Regions from separate parts of the Danio rerio genome. Here region 2 is linked to region 1. A link is a contact called in public HiChIP or PLAC-seq data. All regions are on one chromosome and are shown on one strand. The core of a region is the stretch at or near the end of the contact, and the rest is flanking DNA. Distances in the headings are between cores, read along the strand shown.

Evidence for each region. HiChIP or PLAC-seq counts read pairs in DNA pulled down with a chosen protein or histone mark.
Region 2: a contact with region 1 is called in an H3K4me3 HiChIP or PLAC-seq map of embryo, with 3 times the contacts expected there. The contact joins the promoter of atg4c here to the promoter of itgb3bp in region 1. A contact is called at or near these places in 4 of 18 Hi-C or Micro-C datasets (all in embryo) and 1 of 4 datasets of contacts at active chromatin or transcription factors (embryo).

Annotation. Positions count from the first base shown.
Region 1 is chr6:34,559,863-34,566,447 of GRCz12tu, reverse strand. itgb3bp (integrin subunit beta 3 binding protein) reads right to left here and starts at 3,055. Exons shown (of 9, transcript NM_001328132.1): 1 at 2,985-3,055; 2 at 2,381-2,417; 3 at 1,345-1,411; 4 at 965-1,034. The coding sequence starts at 2,989. It overlaps efcab7 (EF-hand calcium binding domain 7), which reads left to right and starts at 3,306. Exons shown (of 13, transcript NM_001002120.1): 1 at 3,306-3,547; 2 at 5,687-5,898; 3 at 5,991-6,077. The coding sequence starts at 3,439.
Region 2 is chr6:34,828,826-34,835,410 of GRCz12tu, reverse strand. atg4c (autophagy related 4C, cysteine peptidase) reads left to right here and starts at 3,126. Exons shown (of 11, transcript NM_001002103.1): 1 at 3,126-3,194; 2 at 3,505-3,630; 3 at 3,768-3,851; 4 at 4,010-4,240. The coding sequence starts at 3,555.

The sequences.
Region 1 (6,585 bases), core at 1,806-4,305:
CATTTAACAATATTGGGAGACATATTAACGAGGCAAAATTTTATACAAGGCCCATCGTCCAATCACACTCCAGATCTCCTCTACATTTTGCAGGAGAAGTTTGACTCCCCAAATGAATACTTTCTTAAATGAATCATAAGGCCGCTCTCTTTATTGATGTTTTTATATATATTTAACTAGCTTCCTCTTAAATGACTGCACTATAAAATTCAAAACTAATGCTTGTCTTGATGGATCGCATGGAGCTCTGTGTTAGTATGCGCTGGAAAGGAAATAGGTCTTTTCTTAAACTCTCCTTATCCAACTATTTTTAGTGCTATGTAAATCAACGAGGCTTTTGGCTGGTGATGAAACTCCCTCCATGTCCTGTCATTAAATTCTGATCAGTCATAATGGCTATCAGCCAAGTGGGACAAAGGAAATATCCAGTAATGAGGAGAAATTTCTGTCTGTTCTCCACTGCTCCATTTCTACCATTGTTAGTAGCTTCATAAAAACAGGGTTTGATGGCACTCGGGGCTTTGTAGAATACAATAAAACAAAAATCTTAAAGTAGTAACAACAGCAGCATTCAAATATTGAAAAGTTGAATCAAAGCAAAAACCAATTACTTTATCAAAAAATAAAAACTCTTTTATTGTACCTTTAATTTAAATTACCATGTTATTAAATTATAGAAATTAATAGAAATGTTTAAAATGATATTCCTATATGTAATTTTGAGCTTTTTATATTAATCATATTTTGAGTAATTTATCTAAATTTTTATTCAAGTATTTTTGCATTAATTACTGCATATTTATTATAATTATTGAATAGTTCTAATTTTTATTTATTTGTTGTTTCTTTTATATTAATATCTGTTCATTTATATTGATGAAGTGATCATTTTTAGTACCTTATTATTATTATTAAATGTATAGAAGTATTTAATATGTTTAAAAAAATATATCTACATCCTTACCTCTCAGCATCTGTCAAGGGTTCTTTTGTTTCTGGAGGATTCGTTTTCTTCCCAACTGCTTTAGAATTACCTGCTGATGAAGCACTAAATGTCAGCGATTTATCAAATCAGCATGAGCAAAGATATTATTAATGGCTACAAAGACAGCTAATCTAAATGCAATGTCACTGGATTGCGAGAGACCCCTACTGTACAGGATTTAAGCAACAACATGACATGAGCTGGGGATTGTTTATGCTGATTATCGAAAGCAGAAAGGAACACACACACATACACACCTTAGTCTGATCACTACAAAAATAAAAAGAGAAATCTTCTGGTGGTTAAAATGTGAGTTTTATAGCTCTTTGAGGGCACAGTAGGGCTATGGTTTCTCATACCTTTAGGTTTCGTCATTCCTGCCATAGGAGAATAGTTCCTGTTTGCCACATGTCTCTTAGCTGGGCTCTAAAATAAATGAATATAAAGCATTTACATCCTTTAAATCATTGAAATATACATTCCTTTATGTTATTGAATAACAAGTAAACAAGTAGACATGGTTTATGATAATGTCCACTAGTTAACATTAGTTAATAGAGACCAAAATCCTACAATGTAAAAGGAATATTTTAAAAATATAATTAATTAAAAATATATTTTATTATATTATAAATTAGTGCATAATATTATTAGCAAAGATTTACTTTCTACACTTAATTTATTGTTATTTACTTTACTTTTTAAATTTATTTATTCACATTATTAGTTTTAATCACATTGGTATATATTTCATTCTTGTTATCTGCTTATTAATATATTTATTATCAGATTTGGAATCATTTATCTGAATCCTATTCAGTCATTATTTGTAGTATTTTTACTAATAAATATTACAAATGATTTAAAATGTATTTTCATTGTGTCTGTGTGTGTCTATATATATATATATATATATATATATATATATATATATATATATATAAAAAAAAAAAATATATATATATATATATATATATATATATATATATATATATATATATATATATATATATATTTATTTTTGACCCGGTATTACCTCGTATTACCCCGTATTAACTAATATTTACTAGCAAACAATGTTACTATTTTTAATATTCTTTGTTAAAACTAGTTTCTAACTTTATATTTTTAGGTTATGTTAGCTCACTTCCATTAAACAATAACTAGAATACATTAACAAAATCAAAAGTTGATTCTACCATGTAGAAATTAGCTGAAACTTAATAAATGCTTTAGAAGTACTTTTCATGTCAACTAATGTTAACAAGTGGAGCATTAACATCACTGTTTAATGCCAAGATACTGTTGTCACCTTGAAATAGACCATTAAGTAAGCATAAATAGAAGATGAAAACGCCATTTCTTATCTTAAATGAAAAATGTTTATAAACTCACATTTTCTTTGTCTTCTAAATCAAGAGCTCTCTTCGCTCTGTGGAAAATTGCAGTTTATTAGGGCTCTCAAAATATTTACTTGATTTTCATGAACAATATATGTGCAAATATAGGAAGACAGACATCAGAAAACTTTTCAGCACATATGGAGTTATTCATTCATTCATTCATTCATTCAGTTTCCTTTTTTTGGCTTAGTCCCTTTATTAATCTGGTGTCGCCACAGAGGAATGAACCACCAACTTATCCAGCATTTGTTTAACGCAGCGGATGCCCTTCCAGCTGCAACCCATCTCTGGGAAACATATAAAGTTATATTAACAACATTTAACTGAGAGGACCACAGATCGTAAATAGTTTGGACCAACTTTGTTAGTTATATCAAGTAGCCTTAAAACACTAACGTTACCTGGATATGTAAATACCTATTATATTAACGTTAGCAAGCATCAATGAAAGCTAAATATTGTTGTATTACAGTTCTTACTGTAAAATCACAGCACTTTTTTTCGAAATACAGGCATGTCATTGTGTACAAATCGCATTGTTGAAATGTTGGTAATAATTCTAATATAGCATGATACAACTTAATTGATAAACTTACGGCATTGTATCTTTATCTCTTGTGGCGTCAAAAAATAACCGTCGTCTATTTGTAGTTTGGCGCGGTGCGGCAGCAATTTAGTTCCCCGGAAACACCCATCTGTGCTTTTCTACATACTACAAAAGTATTTTTATATAACATTAATAAACTTACACCGCGTGGTTTCAAATACTGTTTGGTTAAAAATGGGTTTATCTGCCACACCTATTGCACAACTACTGGAGCAAAATACCGAATTTATAAATATTGTATGAGAACCATCGAGAGCAGTTGTTTCCCGACCTCTCTATTGAACTGCGCACAGCTGGGTAGAGTTTGTTTACACAACAGCCATGGCAATCAGACTCAATAGTGAACATCACCGATAATACAAAAAGGTTACAGCTTCGGCTCTCTAGCTCACTGTTATCATTACAGCATGACGTTTCGATAGCATATTGACTATATTTTCATAATGCCGCGCTCGGAGGAGGAGAGGTTTTATATGACATGCAGGGCTGCTTATCTGTCTGTGTTCAGATCCAGCCTGGTTAATATGACTTCAAAAGATCAGCTGTGCACGGGTGAGCATAAAGCATCTCAGCATCTTTATACCTGTACTTTGATTGTTAATATAAAAGCTTACTATGACATATACGATTAATTAACATTACTTAGTTAATCATAATTCAAAGTTCAGAATTTATAAGATAATTTGCTTTTAATTATGAATGTAATGTATTCTTATATGTGACCCTGGACCACCAAACTTGTCATATGTGTTTTGAAAGATTTATACATCACCTGAAAGCTGAATTGATGAAAGATGAATTGTTGATGTTTACTTTGTTACAATAGGACAATATGTAGTGAGATAAAACAATTTGAAATTCTCCAATCTGAGGGCTAAAAAAAACTAAATACTGAGCAGATTATTATCCAAAATAACCATTATCCAGAAAAATTATCCAAATAATGTGCTTAGCAATGCACATTGCTTAAAATATACATATACAGTGCATCCAGAAAGTATTCCTAGCGCTGCACTTTTTTCACATTTTTTTAATGTTACAGCCTTATTTCAAAACGGATTCAACTAATTTAATAACTCAAAATTCTACACACAATACTCCATTATGACAATGTGAAAAAAGATTTTTTGAAATAGTTGCAAATTTATTAAAAATAAAAAACCTGAAAAGTAACATGTACATGGGTATTCACAGCCTTTGCTGTGAAGCAATAAATTGAGCTCAAGTCATTCTGTTTCCACAGATCATTCTTGAGAAATTTCAGCAGCTTAATAGGAGTTCAGCTGTGGTAAATTCAGTTGATGAGAATGATTTGAAAAGGCATACACCTGTCTATATAAGGTCCCAGGGTTGACAATGCATGTCAAAGCACAAACCAAGCATGAAGACAAAGCAATTGTCTGTGGAATTGCCTTCAAGACAGGGTTGTGTCGAGGCACATGGCTAGGGAATGTTACAGAAACATTTCCGCTGCTGTGAAAGTTTCCATAAGCACAGTGGCCTCCATCATCCGTAAGTGAAAGATGTTTGGAACCACCAGGACTCTTATTAGAGCTGGCCGGCCATCTAAGCTGGGTGGTCGGGGAAGAAGGCCCTTAGTTAGGGGGGTGATCAATAACCCGATGGTTACTCTGTCTGTCTGAGCTTCAGCATTCTACTGTGGAGAGAGGACAACCTTACAGAAGAACAACCATCTGTGCAGCAATCCACCAATCAGGCCTGTATGGTAGAGTTGCAAGACAGAAGGCATTCCCTGCCTGAAATTTACCAAAAGGCATCTGATTGACTCTCAGACCAAAAGAAACAAGAATTTTGAGGAAATAAATGAATTTAATCCATTTTGCAATAAGGCTGTTAAATAAAAAAATGTGGAAAAAGTGAAGCGATATGAATACTTTTTGGATGTGTGTGTGTGTGTGTGTGTGTGTGTGTGTGTGAGTGAGTGAGTGTGACAGTGTGTGTGTGTGTGTGACAGTGTGTGACAGTGTGTGAGAGTGTGTGACAGTGTGTGACAGTGTGTGACAGTGTGTGAGTGTGTGAGTGTGTGTGTGTGTGTGTGTGTGTGTGTGTGTGTGTGTGTGTGTGTGTGTGTGTGTGTGTGTGTGTGTGTGTGTGTGTGTGTGTGTGTGTGTGTGTGTGTGTGTGTGTGTGTGTGTGTGTGTGTGTGTGGTATATGTATGTATGTATGTATGTAGGTACAATAGGAAATACTTATAGAGCATGACTATTAATTAATATTTAATGCTTTCAGGCATATTATAATTTTGACACATGCAATGCTTTTTTGCACATTGTCAAAAATATACCTATGCAACATAGGACTGAATAAGAAAAATGAATACTTACTCTCTATTTACCCACCTGTAGTGTTTCCAAAGCTTTATGAGTTTCATTATTCTGTTAACCACAACATGATACGGAAGATGAACAGAAGATATTTTGAAGAAAGCGGAAAAACTGCATGTATAATAGGAAAAACAAATACTATGGAGGTCAATGACTAGAGGTTTCCCTTTAAAATATCTTCTTTTGACTTCAACAGAAGAAAAAAAAAGTCAAACATGTTTGGAACAAGTAAAGGATGAATACATTATGACAGAATTTAAGAGTTTTGGGTGAACTGTCCCTTTATAATAACTGTTATAGTCATTCGGTAAATAATATGTATAGGTTTTCTTTATCATCCCTCAGTTCTTCAGCAAGCAGGTAGAAACCCGTCACAGAAAGCTTTAGACAAATACTGGCCACCTGGAACCAAGAAGCTGAATTTTGATGATTTTTGTGAGATACTGAAAAAGGAAAAAACAGCAGAACCAGACCAGCTCATGACAATTTTCAAGAAATTTGACACAAATGGTGATGGATATATTTCACACGATGAGCTTAGCAGAATCCTTACTTCAGTAAGTGATAATATATTCAATTCTCTTTTCAAAAACATGCATGTATTATGCTTTAATCATTTCAGTCTTTTATTTTGATTTGTTTGTTTTAGTCTGGCGAAAAAATGTCACATAAAGAAGTGGATGAAATCTTTACTTTAGCAGATGTCAACAAAGATGGAAAATTAGACTACGCAGAGGTATGGTTTACAATTTTTTTTATGAGTAGGGTTGGTGTGTAATGTAAATACCATGGTCTGAAATAGAGCAATTGCATGCAAATGTCAACCTAAATAGTGAAACCCTTTTTTTTGTGTAGGCTTGTATTTTACAGTACTGTAAAAAGACTCATAAATATCTCTATTCATGTTTTCAAACAATTATGTTTGATTTACCAAAATCACAAAAGTACCAATTTCACATGTCACATCCATATCAGAGATGTGTCACATTTAAAACGAATATTTTTTCCTCATAAAAATAAAAATGTAAATTCAAATAAAATCAATTTTGTTCTATTGTGAACCAACTCTTATCCTTTTAGCAATTATTTCTTTGGTGTTGTGCTGTTTAATTCACAGAATTTCAACGAAGTATGTTGTATGCTGTAAACACGCAGAATTCATAACGTATGCTTTTATTCTTCAAATTCTTTAAAATATAAAACAAAAATTACAGATTGATATTTTTCTGATCCCAAAACTCTGT
Region 2 (6,585 bases), core at 1,877-4,376, 270 kb before region 1:
TCCTGATTCTGGACTGCAGAATCTAAAACAGCTTATGAAAAAACGTAGTTAATTTATTCCCCTCCCCTTTTTAAAAGATGAAGCGGTATTTCTCGCCTTAGCCTTACGTTTCCACCCACCTATTTTAATGCTCATTTTGGAGATGCGCATAAAAACAATTGATGGAAACGTCATGATGCACATAACTTTGGAAAATACACATAAAAAACACTCATATAGTCTAAAATAAAATCTGACAAGTGTCTGTAACCAGTGAAAATAGGGTGCGGCTCCTTTAAGAGAGATGTGTGTATGTAAGAAGCACATGTGCACAGGACCGATTTTTCTTTTTCTCTGATGCTCGGATTAAGTTATTTTCTGTAATATAAAAGTGACACTGTTGACAGAAGAATAAAGCACAAGACATGGGATGCGACCTGTGTGAGCCTTGATTGATTTTTCTGCTGCTACATGAGTTAGGCGAGCTCTCCTATATTTTTTTAACTCAACGCGTAACACGATGTCTTTCACATATATTCGGAATATGCACGTGTAAGTAACATGAATCGTTCCCATATCTTTTGTGAGTTCATTATCTGAGATGTAGAACGCATGAAAAGCTGCCGATAGAGAGACACGCAGGCACTGGTGAAGAGTGTGTGAGTGTGTGTGTGTTTACAGCAGTTTGACTGATACATATGAATTTGTAGCTTAATCGTTAGCGGTGCCAAACAGCATTTCCCATTGTTTACATTTTTACTACAGCATACCATTAATACTAGACACTGTGCATGTCATAATCAATTTTAACAAATAAAAACACAGGTTGTGGCTTAGAGTTCACAGCCTCTGCTTGTTGGAGCTGCTCCATCGTTGAGGAGATTTTAACCGAATCCAGCACTGAACTGGGAGAGATTCTGGAAGCTGTGTTTTGTCAAATCATGCTTGCTATGTATTTTATAATTCTCCGGAACATAAGTAATATTGAACTGTAAGCACTTCTGCCTTTGTGTCGTGTCCTTTGGAAGTTCACATACAGAAACAGAAAAAGCTCTGTGAAAATAGCAGCGGATATCTTTTGGAGATACTGTTGTCCTAAAAACTGAAAAATTCTGAAAAATAAAATAAAAATAAATAAAATATGAAATAAATAAAAAATCCTACACATACCTTAGGAATGGTATTACAGAAAATGTTGACGGTTTTAAAATGTTGACTTTTCCAAACCGCGGAACACCTTGAAAACGGTTATCGTCCCATAGTGGAAGTAGGGCTTTTCAGAAATGCTAGATGAAACGCCAGTGTGGACGTGGATCGTTTTTTGTTCTAAAATGCTATTTTAAAACTAAGACGTATTGATGTAAACAGGGCCTAAGTGTGAATTTTTCACGAGCGGGTTGCTGCTGTGATGGGGGCGGAGCGGAGTATTGCGATGCCGGCTCAGCATTGTGATGTCCATCAGCGATGTCTAAAAATGAGGAGTAAAAAATGTATTGTATTTACTTATTTATGCAATTTATGAAAAAAAAATCTAATAATTTTTGTCTTGTTTCTAGTCCAAATATCTATATTTTAAAGCAAAAATATAATTTTTTATGATGTACCCCACTAGCAGATCATTTTGTTCATTTTAACTTATTTCTTCTAAAGGTGAAAACAAAACAATATTCTTACTTGATCCAATCTTAATTTTTAGATATATAAAAAAATGAGATTAGAAAAAAAAATTTTAAACCAACAATACAGTGAAAATGCAACATCACTTCAACAACTCATAGAAAATAGCGGATGGTGTATTAGTGCATTAATCATTGAGGTAAAGTTGCTTTTCAATTCACACATCTGATTCGTACTTTGCTATTTAAGTAAAGCAGAATTTAAAAATGGTTATTTAACATGGAAATTGTGCTAAAGTTGTTTTAAAGTCACATTTAGATGCGATTTCAGACAAACAACATTCGCATTTCATTGACTGTGAACAATGTTGTACGTTGATAATCATTGGCTGCTAATATTGAAATTTGAAAAAAAAAAAAACTTTTCTGAAATTATATTACCCCAGTGTATTAATCCATCATACCATACCAGCTATTTATGAGAAGCCCTCTTTTATAGCCTGAGTGGATAGATGACCACCAGGGAATGCAATGAAACTGTTTATCTATCTCTGAAGCGCAATAACAACCCTACGAATGGATCGGCAGACATTGTTTTTGCTGAGCTTCTCGGCATCGCCCACTTCACAGGAATGCGCCACTTCACTTGTAAAGAAACGCAGACGCTCGGACGTGCTTGCGGTCAGTGCTGTGACTTCATACTGGAATATGTGCTCAAACTTTTTAATTCTGCCAAAATATATATTATATAACGAAATCAATTGGGAACCAACATATAATTTGAAGGGCCTTAGTTTTTAATATATATATATATATATATATATATATATAGCCTATATATATATATATATAGCCTATATATATATATATATATATATATATATATATATATATATATATATATATATATATATATATATATATATATATATATATATATACACACACACACACACACACACACGGTTATATACAATTAATATTATATATATATATATATATATATATATATATATATATATATATATATATATAAACTATAATATTAACTTATATATGTGCATAACAGCAGAGCCATCAAATGTAATAAGATTGTTTTTTTCTTTTTTTTTTCTTTTTTTTGGTCACCAAATTCTTGTACTCTCTTTTAATTCCCTAAAACCACTGCGTTGTCCACATTCTTTTTGGTGATGTTTAGTCTCCTCAGCTTCTCACTGTAGCAACTGATTTTTTTTTTTTACTTAAAAATGACCAGTAACAGAAATACAGCAGAGGGTCATTAAATATGATAAGGCTATTTTATAATCAAATAATTCTGATACTCCTTATTTTTTACTCACACCGGCCCAGAAGCCACATGACCACATACCACAAGCTTCTTTTAGTATTGTTACAAACCCGTAATAAGCACCAACATGTGTCGACCAAAGGTTTTTTAACCAGGCCTTTGAAATATCTACATTCAAAAGTACGCGTCTGAAGCATAGGTCTGAAGGGAGAATGGGAAATACCGCGAGACCGAACGAGATCGCCACTTCCTCAAAATGTAAACAGAAATAGCTGCAGTGGGTTCTTCAGTATAACAAGACATGTAAGCAGGTATAGCATAAAGTTGTTGTACATTTAATAATATTTTAGATAGACTTTTAAAAATTAAAGTTTGCATTTACGCTGCGGTTACTTGTAACGTTTTTTTAAATGTTTAAGCTTACTTACAAGCTTACTAACTAGCATGCTAGCCACCAGTCTTATGAACTATTTTTAAAGTTAACGTTAGTTTCCCAGTGCTTTAATGCTGTTGTTTTTCTATTTAACTTTCTAATTTTCATATATTTTTTCATATGTGAGTAAATAAGATCTTTCTGTATGCGATATAACATGTTTGGCTCGTATTGAAAACTTCTTGTAGAAACTTAGTCTGTTACGTGCTGTGATGGGTTTTGCTCCGTGGCTGAAAAAATGGAGACTAAAGGGACCGACGAGGTGGAGACACTGAAGTCCAAATTCATGTCAGCATGGCACAGTGTGAAATACAGTATGTAATAACATATCTCACGTGTTACTAAGATGTTATAATGCTAGTAGTCCTTTCATCTTTCATCGTCTTTTAAAGTCACAAAATCATGACACGCAATGTGCACGTGACTAACGTTAATCTTGAATTTTTTCAAGGCTGGGCTCTAAAGTCAAAAACTGCTTTTAGCCGTAATTCTCCTGTATTCTTGTTGGGAAAATGCTACCACTTCAAGGTTGTGGGTAAGTTGTTTTACAGTTAATATTTACACCAATTTCATAACTAGTCATAGGTTTTTGAGCTTATGGTCATTTTTAATTTAGTATATTTCTGTCTGTTTCCTTTTTAATTAAATAGCTGGTATCTGGTTTATCCTAAAATAATCTATCTGTTTCCTCAGATGATGAAAACCCTACTGAGAGCACAGCTGAGGCATTAGATGACGATGTTGTCACAGGCAATGTTGATGAATTTCGAAAGGATTTCACCTCTCGAGTTTGGCTGACCTATCGAGAAGAGTTTCCTGCTCTTCCGGGCTCCAGCTTCACTTCAGACTGTGGCTGGGGTTGTACACTCCGAGCGGGGCAGATGATATTGGCACAGGCACTCTTGCTTCACATCTTGGGTAGAGGTGAGATCAGGCCAACAGTGAATAAGTTGGGATGGAGGGATGCCCACTTTTTCAATGAAGCTTATGGGGAGAATATAATAAAAAATATCTAATAATAAATTAGTTAAAGGAGAGATATTACATTTTGGTGATATTCTTAAATTACATTGACATTTTATTTATACACACAACCGTAGAAAGCATACTGCATGCAAGTAATTTTTTTTTTTTTTGTAATAAAATGGAAAAAAAAGTAATATGAGTAAAATAATGTTCTATCTTCAATAAACATAAAATATATATTAATGTAAAAATAAACTATATACTTATTCTTGCTTGTGTTTGTATTAAGAGAATGTAAAACAATAACTAAGAATACAAAGTACATTTTTAATTATTTTAAATTATTAAAAACTTGCTGACAAATTATTGGCTCAGTAGAAAGATTTATATTAGTATTATTATTATATTAGTATTTTAGTATTATATTAGTATTTTAGTGTTCCACAGAAAGATCTGATTTACTCCATAAAACCTTTTATCACTTGTTTTTATGCAGCATTTTAATGCTTAAAACTAGTATTTTTAGTGTATATATTGTATTATAGTGTTTGTGTATATATACAAATGATTTATGAATGATTTATTTTCACAAATCATTGCTTCTTGCTGTAGACACTGGCTGCCTATCACTTATGATCCTCCTTGTTCTTAGCGCAGCCTTTGACACTGTGGATCACTCCATATTGCTTTCACAAATGAAAACAGTCTTTGGTATCACGCTCTTAAGTGGTTTGCATCATTCCTTTGTAACCGCTCGCAGTTTATCGACAAGGGAGGACCTAAATCTAACACAGGCTCTGGCAAATTTGGCATCCCTCAAGGATGCCCCCTACTCTTTTTCCAAGTATATTTTATCACTTGGTCATCTCCTGGACTCCCTAGGTCTGAAGTACCACCTTTATGCTGATGACACTTAGACATACGTTCACTCCAAACCTGGCAATCTTTCAGCTGTTACACACTTGGAACACTGTATTTTGGAGATAAAAGATAGATGTCTCAAAAAGTTCTGTGCCTGAACACTAACACGACAGAGGTTATGGTTATTTGTTCTTCCAACCAACTACATAAAACTAAACCTCTTAAAATTAACCCGGATGGCTCCTTCATGGAGGTTCAGGCCAAACTTAAGAACTTGGTGGTAATATTGGACTTCATTTTTTCATTTCAAAAACATTTCAAGAATCCACCCCATGCTGTCCTTTTTTGAAGCAGAAAAACTGATTAAAACATTTTTTTTTCCCGCCTGTACGACTGCAATGCCTTATTAGCAGGCGTTTCCAAAAGTAACATCAATAAACTACAATACGTTCAAAACTCAGCTGGCAAAATTCTGACGGAGAACAAAATCAGAGATCACATTACTCAGGTTTTGGAATCACTCCATTGATTACCAGTCAAATTCCATATCGATTTTAAAATTCTCATGCTCACATACAAGGCCCTGCATGGTCTAGCTACACATTATATGTCTGAACTTTTAACACGGTACTCCACTTCACGTGACCTCTGTTACTCTGGTCTTTTAACAGTCCCCTCCACTCGTCTGCATTCTATGGGTAACCAGGCTTTCTCTTCCCTAGCTCTGAGGTTCTGGAACTCTCTCCCCTATGACATTAGACATGCTGAATCTTTTAGATTGTTTAAATCATCCTTGAAAACTCACTACTTTACACTCGTCTATTTGTGAGGTTATTTTACGTTTCTAGATATTTATATGTTTTATCGATTTTTATTGTTATATTTTGAATGTTACAATTTTACTGTTACTCTAAACTGTTTTTATATTTGTATCTTTTTTGTGTTAAGTGCATTAAGAAATAAGTTTTAAAGGTGTTATATAAAAAAATTATTATGATTATTATTATAGGTCTCATACTTAATTCCTGGAGGGCCGCAGCTTTGTACAGTTTTGCTCCAACCCTAATCAAACACCTGATCCAACTTATCAAGGTGTTGACAACTTGGCTGCGGACTTGCGTTTTTGTTGAGACCGGTCTTGCCAGGTCACATCGGAAGAAGGAACTGAGGAGACCGCTAGAACAGAGAGCACGTCCTGTGAGATATGAGATGCTGCGTTCCTCCTGATGGTCACATGACTATCACGCATCTTTAACCAAAAATTATTTAAACATTACAGCATTCATACAACGATTTATTGTTGTCCTCCGTTTCACAATATGTACTATGCTTAAAGACTTTACAAATATACGTTGCACAATAAAATAAATACAAATAAGTTATATCTCTGAATTATGAAATCTATATTAAATGCTGCGCTTCCCACCTCCAGTCGCTTTGAC